Regions from separate parts of the Mus musculus genome. Here region 1 is linked to region 2. The links are chromatin contacts, called in public Hi-C maps. All regions are on one chromosome and are shown on one strand. The core of a region is the stretch at or near the end of the contact, and the rest is flanking DNA. Distances in the headings are between cores, read along the strand shown.

Evidence for each region. A called contact is a pair of places that touch in the nucleus more often than the background predicts.
Region 1: a Hi-C map of epidermal suprabasal cells shows a contact between it and region 2, with 2.7 times the contacts expected there. The contact joins two enhancer-like sites. A contact is called at or near these places in 7 of 484 Hi-C or Micro-C datasets (the C2C12 cell line, DN3 thymocytes, colorectal tumor organoids and 4 more), 1 of 115 datasets of contacts at active chromatin or transcription factors (pancreatic cancer cells) and 1 of 9 other capture datasets (embryonic stem cells).

Annotation. Positions count from the first base shown.
Region 1 is chr13:30,195,768-30,201,904 of GRCm38.p6, forward strand. It overlaps Mboat1 (membrane bound O-acyltransferase domain containing 1), which reads left to right. Exons shown (of 13, transcript NM_153546.4): 3 at 1-20. Among named protein-coding and RNA genes, the nearest start is that of Gm40869, 33 kb to the left of the region's middle. Within about 2 kb of position 2,409, at least 68 of the 459 cell types and tissues checked have an H3K27ac peak or open chromatin away from gene starts, as enhancers often do. A contact at or near this core is called in epidermal suprabasal cells and pancreatic cancer cells, where this site is marked.
Region 2 is chr13:30,106,699-30,112,463 of GRCm38.p6, forward strand. No RefSeq gene overlaps it. Among named protein-coding and RNA genes, the nearest start is that of Mboat1, 27 kb to the right of the region's middle. Within about 2 kb of position 2,508, at least 42 of the 459 cell types and tissues checked have an H3K27ac peak or open chromatin away from gene starts, as enhancers often do. A contact at or near this core is called in epidermal suprabasal cells and pancreatic cancer cells, where this site is marked.

The DNA.
Region 1 (6,137 bases), core at 1,159-3,658, 89 kb after region 2:
AGTGTATCCAATATTCACAGGTAAGATCCTGGGATAGAGCAGTGTACGGGAAGAATTTTGGAATCTTCTGGGGGAAATGTATTCCGCTTGTTCCCTTAAGTGATGTGTCTAAGAGTCTCCAGGATAGAAGAGAACCGGGAGGATAGGAATCTTCAGGGAAAAGGATGAGGGAAAAAGATAAACATCTTTATGTAAAAAAAGATACAAAGTGGGATTCAGTTGAAAGAGGGTTTATCTGTATTAGGCAGCCTCTAGCTGGGTCCAGCTTAGATGGTCACCGCACTAGACTACAATGCAGCTGTAGAAAGGAGTGCCCAGCAGAGGTACAGGATGTCATGTGTGCACCTCAAAATGAATGTGTTGAATGAAGGAAACCACCCATATTGTGTTTTAGAAAATACAAGGTAATCTGTGGTGGTAAGAGGATCAGAAGTTACTTGGCGTGGGGTGATGCTGGGACATGGGAAAAGAAGCGTGCAGGGGTGATGTGAGGCAAAGCGCAGTCTCAAGTTTGGGTGCCATTTTCTGAGTGTTAGCGCATATCAGAGCTCATTACTTGCGTTCTTTGAATACGTAAATGTATAACATAAGGAAAACTCTTCAGCAAGAAAGAGCAACGTTTTGCTGTGATGTTTGCTTTTAAGGCACAGAAATAGTTTAGCTCTTCCTTGAAGTCTGCAGGATCCCATGATCAGAAGATAGACTGGTGGTGTGTGTGTTTATTTTTACAGTGTCCGTCTTTCCTGTGGTCTGTCTGAAATCTCAGTGTTGATTTTGCCTTTTGTGGACCCTAGAACATTATTGCTTTTTCAAGTTTCCTTTATTTAAAAGAAATGTACTTGGGAGGGCTGGAGAGAAGGTTCACGCAAGTTCAGTCCCTATTGTCCATGTGTGGTGCTCACACCTGCCTGTGACTCGAGTTTCAGAGAACCCGGCTTCCTCTTCTGGCTTCCATGGGCACCTGCATTCACGTGCACACACAATTAAAAATGAAGTAACCCCTGAAGGATTTGTTTTATTTGTATTATGTGTGTGCCTGTGTGAGTTTATGTGTCCCGTGTGTATACAGATGCCGGAGGAGGGCACTGGATCCCCTGGGACCGGGGCTACAGGAGGTAACAAGCCCCATGATGTAGATTCTGGGAATCGCACCTGGGTCTTCAGTCAGAGCAGCAAGAAATCTTAGTTGCTGAGCCGCCACTTCAGCCTCTAGTGTATTTTGAAAATATAAAGACTTTTATCTTTTGCTTATGATGCATTTTCAGTGTTTAGAAAGACTCTTGGCACAGGCAAGACTGAAGGCTCAGTAAATATTTATGGAAGAGATGGCTGGGGTGCTTTGAAAAGATACTTTCAGGCCATGCGTATTGGCATAGGCCTTTAGTCCTGGCTCTGGGGAGGCAGAAGCAGGAGGATTTCTGTGAGTTGGAGGCCAGTATGCTCTACATGATGCATTCCAAGACAGCCAGGGCTATGTAGAGAGTCCCTGTCAAAAGATGGGGTGGTGAGGAACAGAGGGATGGAGGGGGAGACGGAGGGAGGGAGGGAGGGAGGGAGGGAGGGAGGGAGGGAGAGGGAGAGAGAGAGAGAGAGAGAGAGAGAGAGAGAGAGAGAGAGAGAGAGAGAAAAGGTGGGCTTTTCTGGTTTTTGGAGGCCACTTGATTAGTGAGCACCACACATGTTAAAAACACATTTATGTAACTTTTCAATATAATTTTGTTTTGAAGGAAAGTCTTCTTTTTTTTAATAGACTTTTACACTTCATTAGTCTTCCAACTTTGTATTCAAATGAGCCCTGGGAGTGACTTTTAATCTCCCTCTCCTCGGAGCCTCTCCACGAGAAGATAGCACCATTCTTTCTGGAGGAACATCAGGAAGTCCATTTTTCTAATTTGAGAAGGAAGATGATTTCTTTACACCATATGTATAATGCTTATAAGAGCCTTAAGAAGAGTCATGTTGTGGTGACTGTGTGTGTGTGTGTGTGCCCGAGTGCCTGAGTGCTTGTCTTTTCTTAGACATGCTTTTAAATGACTAATGATAATATTGCATTTTATAGCACATTTTTCCTTTTCCTTTTTCCATTGTCACATCTTTCTCTTTTACTGTTTTTTTATTTCTAAACATTTTGATGCAGCATGCTTTGGTCATATTGTTCCCCTTCCCCAGCTCCTCCCAGATCTCCGCTCCCTCCTCCTTCCTTCATAGTCTTTCTCTTAAACAGTCAAACCAAGCAGGAACAGAACAAAACAAAGCCAAAGCCAAACGGCCAGAAGGCCACATGGATTGTGTTTTGTGTTAGCTATTACCGGTATTCCCGAGCACACAGCCTGCCGCCCCACGGATGTGGTTGGTACACCGGAGTCTCCCACCAGTCATCAACTGCAAACAGCATCTTGGTTAGGGGTGGCACTTTGCCAGTTACCTACCCACCATAATCTGTAAGCACTTCCTCATACTTACATGACACTGGTAGGGCGCACTCTGGCTTTTAAAGGGTCATGTGAGCCCTTGTTCCACAGCGGGCCTAGGTTTCCATATTCCATTCCAGAGCCTGGGAATGGGACATTCTAACTAAGGTGGAGCTGAGCCGTCCAGACAGCGACTTTCACCACAGCCGTGTTGTGGTAGCAGAACATTCTGCATGAGAGTGAAATGGGAGATGCCCAAACCCGTTCTTCCTCTTTCTGTTTGATTGAATGGTTGCCAGTTTGCAGAAGTAGGGAGTGGTCCAGTTCCCAAAGGAAGAACTCCATGTAGCTCTAAAATGTGTCCCAAAGTTGTTTCCTCTGAGTTCCAGGGAGAGAACAAGAGGTTGGGGTTAGGAAATGTGAGATCTGGGTAGATGGGGGAGCCTCCCTGTGGATTAGCATTCCCCTTATTCCCACAAGGGGTGGAGTTTGTAAAAGTGTGGATGGTGTTCCTTCTTTTCTTTATAATTAAAAACAGCTTGTGATTATTTCTGGTTGATTATAGATAACTCTGAGTGTGTGTGTGTGTGTGTGGTACATGCACAAGTGTACATGCATGCATGCATGGCTGCATGCATGCATGGACCAGAGCAGAATATCAGATATCTTCCTCTGGTGCGAGACACCTCATTGCCTCGAGACAGTGTCTCTCACTGAAACTGGGAGGTCACTGTTTTTTGTCTAGGCTCTCCTTCCAGCAGGCTTCCAGGATCTGTCTGTCTCTGCCTGCAACTGCTAGGGTTACTGTCAAGGACGGCTGTGACCAGCTTTTTCCATGGGTGCTGGGGTTTGGAACTCGGGTCCTTATGCTTGCCACACTGAGCCATCTTCCCAGTTCCCTTGGATGAGGAGTCTGAAGACTCTGCGCTTATGATCCTATCTGAGTCATTCTTCTTTTCATGTCCAGTGCTGAGAGGTCTATTTTGTGGTTGAGAAGAAATAGGAGAGGGAGTGTTGACTGCTGTCTTCAATGAGCCCATTTCTGGCCTAGCTGTTGCTCAGGGTATTTTGAGAGAGTTCTCAGGGTATAACCTCTGTTTTCCTCCCAAGTTACAGTACTAGGCAGGAAACACAGGTGTCAGCTTGCTCTTCTGGGACCAGCTTAAGCAGATCTTGTTTGTATCTTCCAGAATGCGGGCCTTGGGTGCTGGTGATGTAGTTAATTGATTCTGGAGCCCTTGCTTTGTGCTACATCCCATGCTAAGCTCTTTTCAGTGTGCTGCATTATCCTCGGTACATAGTGATTAATGTATCAGTTGATGTTTGATTTCATTGTTAACACAGTCCTTCTAAAACAAGTGTGTAGGATAGAGATTTTATTTTATTGTTTGAATTGAGGAAATGAATGCTTATGTAAAGAAGTGCAGGTAGAATATATATATATACACGTACACACCCAGCCAGGTCAACATGAGAACACTACCAACTGTCCTGTCCCAATCTCTGTCACACTTCTTTTTACAAAAATAACCACCCTGCCAGTTTCTCATACCACAGATTATTTTTATGAGTGCCGGGGTTTGCATTCTTATTATTTGTGTTCACAATATGTCTTTTCTGCACCACAGACGATTCAGGTCTAGCCAGGGCAAGAATGCCCTGCCCTGGTTTGTTAGGATTCAATTCTTATCCCTGTTTTTGACAGCTGTGGTTTAATTACAACCACTGCACTGAATCTGTTTACCCTGTAAGCCAGGGAAGAGACAGGCGTGGCTACAGTTGACCTGGTTCTACAAGAGTCTATTGCCTGAAGAATGTGCTTTGTATTTCTGTCTGATGCCCATGAACTTTCTAGAATGGAGGGGAATGGAAGCCAGGGGCAATGAGGCTTCCTCCCGCTCGTCCTGCTCTAGTTGCTCAGGGCATTTGTTCTTGGGCATTGTCTTTGTTGACTGTCTTCATGCTTAGGGGGGATTTGGGATGGGTCCAAGGTAAGGAGAGCCTTTTGTATGGAGTCAGCGGACTATTCTTTATCTAGTGTGTTTTGGAAAGAAGTGCTTTCAGTTTTGAAGGCTTTAAGGTTTTTAGACCATGAACATAGAGCTCAATGTTGACTCTCAGAGTAAAAGGTTGGGAATATTTTGCAATCTGAACATTTTTGAGGACTGACATGGCACTCAGTCTCTTCTCTTCTCTTCTCTTCTCTTCTCTTCTCTTCTCTTCTCTTCTCTTCTCTTCTCTTCTCTTCTCTTCTCTTCTTCCCCCCTCTTCCTCCCTCTCTCGCTCCCCCTATCCCTCTCCCCCTCTCTCCCTCCTTCCTTCCTTCTTCCTTTTATTGCAGAACATTTTTGTTTGAGAACATTTTGGATTTTGACTTTTTGGCTAAGCCTATTCGATTCTTGCTGTTTTCCTTTCTTCTTTCCAGTGATGCTGAGTAGCAGGCTCAGGTCTTTGTGCACAGTAGGCAAATGCCCAACCACTGCCTTTCAGCTGGACCATCGTCCTCCATAGCTAGGATGAAAGAGAACCTAATATCGTGTGATGCTTTATAGAACTCTTTGTGCCCACTCTCTGGATATACTCCTTACTTCACAACTCCCTGAGTTGACCTAGAATTCATGAGTTATTTTAATGTGAGTCTCAGTACAATTTAATGTCAGAATATTCATCTTCCCTGGTTTATGACATATGTTGGAAGTTAAAGCTTTTGGATTTATGTCTCTATCTGTTGGATTGAAAATGGTAAGCGTATTCATCTCTACAGTTGTCACTGGTGCCCTCCCTACCCCCAATCCATGTGTCAGGCTAAGGGTTGAGATGCTCAAGATTCCAGTGAGTTTGGGAAGCAGACATTCATGTGCATAATTTTAATTTGTTAGTGTTCTACATTAGCAGAATTCAAGCAGCTAAGCAGTGACTTATGCTGGGCTTGGGGGACAGGTGTGATGTGATACGGAGGATGCTATAGAGAAGCAAGACCAATACAAAATGCATACACATCCAGACATGATGGTGTATGCCTTTAATCCCGGCGCTTGGGAGGCAGAGCCAGAGGCAAGTCAATCTCTGTGAGTTCCAGGCCAATCTGGTTTACATAGAATGAGTTCCATGCCAGTTACAGTTACAGAGTTATAGGGTGAGATCCTGTGTAAACACACACACACACACACACACACACACACACACACACACACACACGAGAGAGAGAGAGAGAGAGAGAGAGAGACAGAGACAGAGACAGAGACAGAGACAGAGAGGAGGGGTATGGCAGAAAGAGAGAGCAGGGAGAGAGACACAGAGAGATGATAGACAGAGACACAGAGAGAGACAGGCACAGAAAGACAGGAGTCACAGAGAGACAGACAGAAAGACAGAAAATGACACAGAGAGACAGACAGACGTACACATGTAAAATGGGGGCTTTATTGGATTGGCTTATATGATAGAAGTTGAGTACTACAACAGTAGCTGTCTGCTAGAAAGTCAGAACACTGTAGTTCCTTAGTCCAGGGATTTATTTTTCTTCTTTTTTTAAAATTAGGTATTTTCTTCATTTACATTTCCAATGCTATCCCAAAAGTCCCCCATTCCCCCACCCCCACCGCCCTACCCACCCACTCCCACTTCTTGACCCTAGTCCAGGGATTTTTGACATCTCAGAAGGCATTATCTGGCACTAAAGCTTGGAGCTCCTTGGGTACTGAGCCCACATTGGAAAACTGAAAA
Region 2 (5,765 bases), core at 1,258-3,757:
AATTTTTTAAATATTGAATTTTAAAGATTCCTTTGTTAAAGAAACCTAGAAAAAGTAGCTAGAACTTTAAAGCAGATGAGAAGGCTAGAGACGTTGGAAAGCCGTAACCCATCCTGACACCTCCATTTTCTTTTCTATGAAAGACTATAGCCCCCTTTCTGCTATTGCCATGAATTATTGACACCAGGTTAGATATTTCTTTGCCAGGGAAAGCATAATAATCTCCTTGACAGACTGAGAAACTGGTATGCAGCAAAGAGGCAATTCCCCAGGACTGCCCAAATCTGAATTGCTGGGAATGCCATAAGTAGCCAATGTTGTATGGAAACACACAGTGGGTCCACCCACTTCCGCCTTCTTCAGTGCTCAAGCAAGAGTACAAACCTGATAGGTCTCAAAGTTATAAACCAATTTAACAAACTGTTAAATATCGAGGCTTTCTCTCCCTCCTTCCTACCTACCTACCCAATTTCCTACCTCCCTTCTTTTGTTCCTTCCTTCTTCTTCCTCTTCCTCCTCTTCCTCCTCCTTCTCCCCATCTTCCCCTTCTGCTCTGTGGTAATTTGAATAAGAATGCTCCAGCCTTCCAGAGGCTCACATATTTGAATTTTCAGTCATCAGGAAGTGGCACTACTTGAGAGGATTACAATGATAAGGAGGTCTGTCTTGGGGTTGTATCGCTATGAAGAGACAACATGACAACAGCGACTCTAATAAAGGAAAACATTTAATTGGGACTGGGTTACTGCTTCCATTATTATTGTGGCAGGGAACATAGCAGTATGTAGGCATATATGATGCTGGAGAAGGGACTGAGAGTTCTTCACCTTGATTCTAAGGCAGCAGAAGGAGACTGAGCTTCCAACAGGGCTATACCTCCAAATACTGCCACTCCTTACAGGCAAAGCATTCAAACATATGAGTCTGTGTGAACCATTCTTATTTAAACCACCACAAGGTGTGTCATTGGGTGGATTTGAGGTTTCCAAAGCTCACACCAGGTCCAGTCTCTCAGGATGGGGATCCCAGCTACTTCTCCAGTCACGTGTGCCACCATACTCCTCAACTACGTGATAAGGGACGGAACCTCTGAAACTGTAAGCAATTCCCCAATTAAATTCTTCCTTTTGTAAGAGTTGCCTCAATCATGGTGCATCCTCACAGCAATAGAACAGTGCCTAAGTCCCCCAACTCTCTTTTCTTCTTCTGTGGCGAGACAGGGCCTCAAGTTGCTCAGGCTGCCCTCAAACTTGCTGTGTAGTTTGGGATAACCTTGAACTCCTAATCCTTCTGTGTTTGCTTCCTGAGGGTTGGGAGTGTAGGTATGAGTCATGACGCCTAGTTTATGGGGCACTGGAGATGGAATCCAAGGTTTTATGCATACTGGGCAAACACTACACCAAATACCCATATCTTGTTTATGGTCTATTGATAAGAATACTTTCTTGTCACCCAAAAGGTGAAATCTGATTTCACATTTTGAAATTACTTAATGCTGCTGCCCATGGGCTTGTGGTCATCTGAGGATAGGTGATCTAGTTGCCTGCTACTCCTGTACTCAAGGAGTCCCTGTGGCACCTGGGATCTATAGGAACAGCCTAGCCTTGCAAAGCTCTATCCATCTGCTAACAGCTGCTCACAGATGCCTGTACCTTACAGGTTGGGGTAGATACTCCAGTTAGACACAGAGAAGACACCAATGTAAGACTGAACCAGAAGAAGGCTCAGAGTCATTTGAGAAGAGGAATCTTGGGTAGCTGCAGTAAGATTTAGAGGTAAGAGTAATCAGTGTGTGTGTACAGGAGAGGGAGAATTAATCCTCTAAAGCATGAGGTTATGGGTTGGACATCTTACCCACCCTATAAGGCAGGGCCCAGAAGCCTCCATGAGCTAGCATTAAGGGCTGAAACTATCCTCCGAATGTTGAACTGTTATCTTTTTCCAGAGTGAACTGTTCACGTTTCTAGCTTGACTACCTTTATGGGCTTCTGGATGTGCCATCACCCACAGTGAAATAGGTAGCAAAAGGCAAAAGACTTCCTAGGAAGGTGCCAGATGTTACCAGAAGCTTGGGTTGCAGAGAAAACACTAAAGCAGGGCCCTGAGACCATGCTTTCTTCTAGGATGTCTTCAAACGCACGATTACCACCTTACTTGACTCTGAACCCTTTGACAAGGTGCTCATGACTTCTCCTTCTCTGCCTTCTCTCCCCATTTAAAGATTCCAGCAGGGCCAGCTGAGATAGATTCATCTCCCCTCTAGTGATGATCCACCCACTCACCCACTCACCCATCCATCCACCCACCCACATCCATCCATCCATCCATCCACCCACCCACCCACCCATCCACCCACCCACCCATCCATCCATCCATCCGTCCATCTATCTTTCCCCATCTGTTATTAATGATTTTGTGTATGAGTGCGGGAGGGCTCAAGGACAGATCACTCCCTGCTAGCCTCTGTATAGTGACTCATCTGGGGGTGGAGCTCGAGGTGAGCCACACCTGAGAAATGTGCCTTTTGAGTACTGAAGGCTTTGCACTTGATTTAACTATTTCAAACAAGGTAACTGGGGTAATGAGAACAAAACTGCTGTTGACATTTCCTCATATCATACTAGGAACTTAGAAGGAGTTCCTTCGCCCTCCTCTCCCCTCCTCCCCCTTCTTCTCCCAAGCCTCTCCCATTCAATCTATGTTCCTTAGCTCATTTCCTGCAGGGTGATTTCAGGTTCAACCTGTTTTTAAGTTTATGAATCATATCAGTGACTCAAAGCCAACTTGGGTGAAAAAAAGTTAGCTTCTATAAGAAACCAAACCTAGAAAGGAATGTGGGATCTTATTCTCAGAACCTTTGGCAGACACCCACTAAAGCATTATTCATTTATTGATTCAGCAAAAATATGCTGTGGGCACACTCAATGACACTGTGTAGGAAGGCAATTAAAAGCTTTTATCTGAATTATCTGAATGCCACTAGGTTGTCTTTATAGATATATATTAAATAAATATAAATAAAATGTGGTATATATACATATATATAAATATAAATTATATATATATAAGCACAGAGTGGAACCATACTCAAAAGTACTGCAAACTATAAACCAGTCAAGAGAGGGCCAGGCATGGTGATATATGCTTTAATCCCAGCACCTAGGAGGCAGAGGCAGAGGCAGAGGCAGAGGCAGAGGCAGAGGCAGAGGCAGAGGCAGAGGCAGAGGCAGAGGCAGAGGCAGAGGCAGAGGCAGAGGCAGAGGCAGAGGCAGAGGCAGAGGCAGAGGCAGAGGCAGAGGCAGAGGCAGAGGCAGAGAGGCAGAGGCAGAGGCAGAGGCAGAGGCAGAGGCAGGAGGCGGAGGCACACAGGTCTCTGTGAGTTTTCGGCCAGTCTGGTCTCACCCTAAGTCACAGGCCAGATATCCTACTTCATCGATCCTTGCCTGGCTACATTCATTGCGGCTCTAGTTGCAATAGATAAGAAGTGCATAGAACACAAATACAAATATACTTCAAGTGCTGAAGCAATGTGACTCAATGTGGAATGCTATTCAGTTGTTAAGAAAAATGAAATCATGAATAGATTTAGAAAAAAAATTATCCTGAGTGAGATAACCCAGACCTGGAGAGACAAATATGGTATCAAATACGATATGTTTTCCCTTATCTAGAACTGGAGGATCAGGCAGAGAAGGGGCTAGAACTGGAGGATTAAGTGGAAAAGAGGGACCTGGGAAGGAATATGGGGAGAGTCACTTAAAATTAAGGGCCATTTGAGGGATTGTATGGAAATTTAATATGGTAGAAGCTTCACAAATAAATACATATTTAAAGGCAATCTAAATGAAATTGCCAAATAAAGGGGGAGACACAGGCCCAGCCAGACATCTCTTGTCACTAAATGAAGCTTCCAATGCTAGAAATTGGTTACATCTCATTGAATTGTTGGCCAAAGGAGTCCCATGTTTTATACAAATTGATGGCAAAGCTGTATTGCTGAAGACAACGCCTACCCGAAATTAAGCTGGTGCCTATCCAGAGCCTTCATCCCTATGGGTAAGTGTTCTTGGTACTGGAAGAATTTTGGTATTTTTTACGACCTAAGGAGAAAAATAAACACTAACTGCCAATCCTTCCATCTAAAGTGGTGTTCTGCCTATCAGATATGTTAGTGGATTAGGGATGGGTATGTGTGTCCACTTCTCGTCTCAGCTCTAGGACCCCCATCTGGTGCAGATTACTGCAGGCCCTGCGTACGCCGCCTCAGTCTCTGTGAGCTCATAGGTGTGTTGGTCATGTTGTGTTTGCAAGGTCTTGTTTCCTTGGGGTCCTCCATCCCCCCTGGTCTCCTCTTCTGCAGGGTTCCCTGAGCCATGAAGGGAGGATTTGATGGAGACATCCTATTTAGGGCTGAGGGTTCCAAGGTCTCTCTTAGCATAGTGTCTGGCTGTGAGTGTTTGCTCCCATCTGCTGCAGGAGAAAGCTTCTCTGACGATGGCTGAACTTAAGGCACGGCTCTATGAGTATACCAAAATGTCATTAGGTGTCATTTTACTGTTAGGTTCTTTAGTAGAGCAGTAGTTTTGGTTTTACTCTAGGTTTCTGGGCTATTTATCTGGTCTCAGGTTCTTGGTTATCCAAGCAGCACTGGGTATTTATCCCAATGTGTGGGGTGGACCTTAAGTCACATCAGATATTGGTTGGTTACTCCTGCAAGCTTTGTGCCACCATTGGGCAAGCATATCAGGAAAGTTTTACTTCAAAGGCTTGTCTCAGAGCTTTGATATCTTTTCATCTAAGGAAAATATATGTGGAGATTAAGTAGTGTGGCATTTAGAAAAGTGTCGCTGTACATAAGAGCAATGCTAATTGGATTCACTTGTTAAAGTAAAAGAGATGTAAGTTGGAAGGAGGACATGGTAAGAGGGTGGGGCCTGGAAGGAATTGGAGGGTGTAACAGGGTGGGTATACTCAAAATATGTTGTGCATGTGTAGACATTCTCAAAGAATAAAAGTGTTTATAATACTTGGCCTTTATAACTTTCTTTCTTGTATTAGTTTTTCTCTGTGTAAAATATTGAGAACACCTTGAAGAATTTTAAAAGGTGCAGTGGACATAAGAAGTAGCAGCCCTCCTGATACTCAGTATCCAAGGATGACTTAGGGCTTGCTCACTCAAAGATAAAATGGAAGATAGACTGTGGCAGCCAAAGAAGTAGGAAGTGCTACAGGGGCACAGTGTTAGGAAAAGTAGAAACATTTTGTATAATTTAGAAGCTTTCAGAGCTCTGGGGAAGATATATATTAGAAAGATTATGGGTTATTTTTTTTCCTTTGGCATTTGTGTGATTTTTCTACATAGAGAAAGGCTGTAATGGTTTGTCAAATAATAATTTGCTATGAAATTTATATGTATAATGTGAAATGACTAAATCAAGCTAAATAGCGTATGTGTCACCAAAAGTACATATCATTTTTGGTGGTTTAGGTTGTCTGAATTTTACTCAGCCATTTTGAATATAAACTACAATATTGTTAACTAGTGTCCCCCCTTATGTAATTAATCTTCAACCTTATTTCTGTTTCTTTGGGCTGATATTCTGTACCCTTTAACCAGCATCCTCCCATCCCTCCGGTCTACACTCTACTATAAGCTTGCTTTTTAAGATTCCACGCGTAAGTAAGGAAGTCCCGTTCTTATACATGATACCTGGAATTCTGAATGTCGGCGTTTTCTCCACATTCCACCTGTGTTGCAAATATCA